Regions from separate parts of the Bombyx mori genome. Here region 1 is linked to region 2. Evidence: chromatin contacts called from public Hi-C data. All regions are on one chromosome and are shown on one strand. The core of a region is the stretch at or near the end of the contact, and the rest is flanking DNA. Distances in the headings are between cores, read along the strand shown.

Region 1 (2,700 bases), core at 58-2,557, 230 kb after region 2:
TTCTGGCCTCTTTTTTGAACTTTCTAACTACTTCCATGCCGTGGCGCGATTCCTTGTGCTTTCTGAGAGTATATTTACCAGACAAATGTTTGTGACAAATTTCACATTCAAACAATTTGATTTTAGAATGAGATCTCATATGGTCTTTGTAGGCACTCTGACAGGCAGCCCTGTAACCGCATATTGCACAGATTCTTGGCCCCCTACTCTTTGTTCTAGATGATTTTCTGGGTTTACCTTGTAAATCTTCATACTGATGATCATCACCGTCTAAGAATTCAGTTTCAGACTTGATTTCAGGTTCCTCTTTAATTTCAATGTATTCGGATTTGACGTCGTTCTTTTCTGGTTTATAATTCAAAGATACTGAACGTAAAGCTTTGTCAGAGGCTTGGCATTTGGTGATGAAATCGAAGGCAACAGAAAGTTTAACTAGGCATTCTTCGCACATGAAATCAGGCAGGCCGTCGTCCTCTGCGATGTGGATGTTCGCACAATGCATAATTTTCTTACAATATTGCACATTATCTTCGTGTGTTTCGAACAAATTAATATTTCCTGGTTGAACGAGACATAAACGACATATTTTGGACTCCATTACAATGATATATTAATTTATTAATGTATACCTAGTAAACAAAACACATTGAAGTCGTTTCAGTTTCATAATATTGTGATAAAATCACTTTTTAGAGTAAAATCTTTCACATTGTTTTAGACCAGAAAACATCAAGTTGTTTTCATTTCACGGTTTTTTTTAAGGGATTTTATGACCTGGTAACTGAGACATTTAAGTCATGTCTTATTTTAATTTATACCTACTCTTATTTTTATGATTAATAATAATATGGAGTGAAGTGAAATGAAGATGATTAATTTGAGACATTAATCAACTGGGATGAAATGAAATGAGATGAGATGATTCGGTATGAAATATAATCTCAGTAAAATAGTGGTTATTTATTGAAATTTTTTCAGTGGCCTTTTTGGAGGATCCTGAGAAGTTACGTCCAGCATCTTTGTTTCATTTTCCCACATTTATGCACTTTCACAGATATTAAACAGTTAATAAACCACCGTTATTACACATATTACAAATTTAATCTCACCTTATTTCATCTCATTTATTTGTATCCCCATTCATTAATTTGTCGAATTATCAGCTTCATTGAAATTCGCTCCATATCATTCTTCATAAAACAGAAAATACCAAAAATTACGCTGTATTGTTTGACCTTCGCCTTTCAGGTTGGAAAAATGGACCTATTAGTCCTATTACTTTAATTTTGACAATGATTATTTGATCCTTAAGTAAACAAACCTACTCTGTAGTGATAAACATAGATACTTACCATATGGTGATGTTAAATAAAAAACATTGTCCTGTCCAAGGCAAACCTGCTGGGCTGGATATTTGCTCCTCAGATTTCACATAACTTATTAAATATAATACAGAGGTATTTGGCCTATATAGATCCTTGGAATATAGTATCATGGATAAAAATATTTGTAGATTATGTTGCGAGAATAGAGCCGAAACTAACATATTTGAAAGTAAACAAGGAGAAATTAGCGTAAGTTCAAAAATAATGTATTGCTGTTCAGGTCTTCAAATAAAATCGGATGATGGTTTGCCGTCTAAAATATGTGAATTTTGCAAGAAAGAGCTCGATGCTTGTTACTATTTCGTTTTAAAATGTGAAGCAGCAGATAAGAGATTACGATTGAAAATTGCAGAAAAACCAAAATTTGACGCGACTAAGACCGAAATCAAATTGGAAGCCGACGATGACGATAATCATTGGGACGAAGAGACATTCGCGCTTAGACTGTGCGATGTTGATATTAAGTCAGAATTTACAGAACAGAAAGCTGAGGTACGAAAGAAAAGACGTTATACCAAACGTACTAAATATAAAAGGCGTCAAGATGGTAGCTGTAAATGCCCAGTTTGTGGTAGAGTTTGCATAAACCCGTCCACTCTGACAATCCACATGCGAGTACACAGTAGCGAAAAATCCTTCTCATGTACAGTATGCAATAGTAAATATAAAGATGCAGGCAATCTCAAACGGCATATGAACAGAAAACATGATCCGATGAGGCAAAGACAGTTTGTGTGTGAAAATTGTGGTAAAGCATTCTATTCTAAAAGAGATGTTGAAATCCATATGAGGACGCACACCGGGGAGACACCTTACACTTGTAATGCATGTGGAAAGAGTTTTACACAGGCAACTTCATTGTTTCGCCATAGATTAAGACATGAGAGTGAAAAGACTTATTCATGTACTATATGTAACAAACTTTTCCGAACCAAAGACGGATTGAGGAACCACGCATTAGTACATACATCAGAAAAGAAGTTTTCGTGTCCTATTTGTAATATGTCTTTTAAATATAAGAACAATGTACACAAGCACATAAAAAATCATTCTGAGCCTAAGCGTTTTGTTTGCAACTACTGTGGGAGATCATTCAGTATGAAAGGTGGCTTGAAGAGTCACATAGACAGACAGCATTCTGAGAAATCAGGTTATTGTAATGTATGTTCAAAACATGTACCAAACTTAGAAGTTCATAGTTGGAAGCACACAGGGCAACGGCCATTGAAATGTGAACTGTGCTCAAGTAGCTTTTCACAGCTTAAAGCTTTGACACATCATGTTAACTTCAAACATAAGCAAACCTCAAAACACA
Region 2 (2,700 bases), core at 104-2,603:
CTTCAAGGGAAGACACATCACTGTCCTTAAACAAAACTTCCTGAAATATTTTGAAATAAAGTTAGTTAGTTAACTAGAAGCTGGGAATGGACGAGAAAGTCACTTCTTGCACTGTGATATTGTACACATATAACAATAAAAGGATAAATTGTTGAATTTAACACACCTAAGTTAGGTGTGTATATGATATTATTAAAAGAAAAACATTTTGTAGTTTTCCACATCCAATTGGCCTTCCTGGTGGCCTAAAATGAGGTACCTAGTTTACTCATATTATTATATGAATATACCAAGTTTAAGATTCGGCAGTCAGATATCAATTTTTCTAAGGAAACTTGTAGCTCAGATTTAATCATCATCAGTAGAAATCTTGTAATCATAAAAAATCAAACAAACAATACCGATTACTGGTGACTGGGTGATTTGTAAGGCCTGCACTCATATGCAAAACCATTACTGTTACAAAGCTGCCATGCAGACAGGCTTGAAGTGGGGGACATTTATGATACAATAAAACAGAAACTTCAACATTGTCTTATTGTAGGTGGCACTAATGTTTGTTTACATTATGGCATCTGAATTAAGACTAAAGTGAACTGTGAATTAACAAGGCAATATTTAAAAACCAACTACGTTTAAGGTTGATTATAAATTAATTCCTGAGAAAGTAAAACAATTCTTACATCTTGATCCTGATCAGAGCCTTCTTCATTTCCTTCATGCTCGGAATCCGTAGAATCACCTTCTATATTCAATTCACTCAAAGTAAGCTCTTCTAGCCCCTGAAAAATACAGTGTAAATTAAAAAGAATAAATATAATATTGGTAGCAAAAAGTTTAAAAAGCTTTTTAACAAAGCGGCAACGTACTTTAGTATTAGATGATTCTTGTTCATATTTAGATTCAACCTTATTTTCTGTTTCTATTTTTCTTTTCAAACTTAACCCAGCTTTTAGAGGAGGCATTTTTATTAAATTAACATATTCAGCGATTTTGCAGAAACACGTGTGTTTGATTGCTGCGCTTTTATTTTGACATACTACTACGGCAATTCGGCATACATTGACATTGACAGTTGATTTTTTAAGGGATTTTATGACCTGGTAACTAAAACTTTTAAGTCATGCCTTGTTTTAATTTGGTAGTTTTCCAATTAGAGTATAATGCGACTCAGTGGCACACAATGCTGAATTATTCTGAAGCTTAATTGGAACGTGAATTAGTTTTCAAATGCATCAGCAGAGTGCGCTAATTTCATGATGATGATTCGATCAAGCCATTGCAATGTTTTCAAAAGTATATTCCTGTAAAATAAATTTGTTTACAGATTGGAATTCTAAAATGAAATTGTATTCACATTTTAAATGTGGAATATAAAAAAAAGTAATTATTTGTAACTTCATCCATACTTACATTTATTTTTTTAGTACAGTTTGAATTAACTTTGAACATTTCCAAGAAACTACGACGAAACGAAAGCCTTACAAATTTTTTCAACAATAAATAATATTACTAACGATAATATAAACAAAATTTCGATCAATTCCAACTTAAAGAAAAAACACTTGTCAGCTTTCTGAGACTGAGTTGGTATCGATTGCGAGTATCACGCAAGAGCAGTACTTTTGAGTGCTCGATTATGCGAAGCGTTGCTGTAGTTGGAACATTCAACGTTGAGCATCATGCCACATAATGCGCTCTAGTGCTGTAATTGGAAAACTACCTTTATATGCTTATTTTTATGAAAATGATAATAATAATATGGAGTGAAATAAAATGAAGATGATTAATTTAAGACATTAATCAACTGGAATATGGTTAGATGAGCTATCGAGGCATGACTCAACATTGAAGAAAAGTCGAGACAGTCCTGTTGTGATGAAGAAGTCTAAAACGTCTGGCAGTCGGTTCTGGTCTGTGGGCCAGTGTGTTGGTTCCGGAGTTGAGACAGTAGTCAAGAACTGTTTATCTACACTTTTATTCAGCTCCCTTCCACGTGTAGTTATTAATCTAGAGCCTCAATGCGAATGGTTCGCATTCCAGTCACCCCCAGCAATAAATCTGTAGCCCAAGCTTACAAAGTGGTCAGAAAAGTGTCACTTATTTTATGTTTTGGGAGACAATAAATTGATGATATATTAAAGTCTCCATTTCTGTCACTGACTGCTACTGTGGTAGCCTGGATATGTTCGGTACAGTAGTTTGGTTACACATGGTGTCTAACAGTGGCTTTAATTATCACTGCTGTCCCGCCGTGGGCTGTACCGTCTGGATGATTTGTGGAATAGATCTTATATCCTTTAATTCTTATCGAGCTGCTGGTCGTCATGTGTCTCTGAAATTAGGAGAATGTCTAGACTATGTAGACAGATCAGGATTTCCACTTCATCGATGTTGGGTGCCAAGCCATTGATGTTCCATGTAGTTATTTTTAGTGCAGTCATTTTACTAACTTAGAGGCTAGTACTGCAATGAGTTCAAGTAATGTACTCATTTGCTGTAGTACAGTAGCAATCTTTTGGGATTGTTTTATAAACATTTGTTCTATGACTTTATAAGAGTCTGGTTGATGGATTGTATTATTTTGATGTACCTTAGATCTGACTGTATAGGAATACGATTTCTGCTCATGTGCTTTTCTCTGCTTCTGCAGGGGTTCATTTTCCTCTTTATTCTGATTTGCAGATGTTTTATTATCAG

The links. A called contact is a pair of places that touch in the nucleus more often than the background predicts.
Region 1: a Hi-C map of posterior silk gland shows a contact between it and region 2, with 2.7 times the contacts expected there. The contact joins the promoter of LOC101736182 here to the promoter of LOC101737818 in region 2. A contact is called at or near these places in 3 of 7 Hi-C or Micro-C datasets (middle silk gland, posterior silk gland and whole pupa).

The regions. Positions count from the first base shown.
Region 1 is chr18:710,886-713,585 of ASM3026992v2, forward strand. LOC101736182 (zinc finger protein 431) reads left to right here and starts at 1,308. Exons shown (of 1, transcript XM_004925888.4): 1 at 1,308-2,700. The coding sequence starts at 1,494. It overlaps LOC101736044 (zinc finger protein OZF), which reads right to left and starts at 758. Exons shown (of 1, transcript XM_004925887.5): 1 at 1-758. The coding sequence starts at 598.
Region 2 is chr18:482,556-485,255 of ASM3026992v2, forward strand. It overlaps LOC101737818 (ribosome biogenesis protein BOP1 homolog), which reads right to left and starts at 1,354. Exons shown (of 15, transcript XM_038017163.2): 1 at 870-1,354; 2 at 684-782; 3 at 1-40. The coding sequence starts at 965.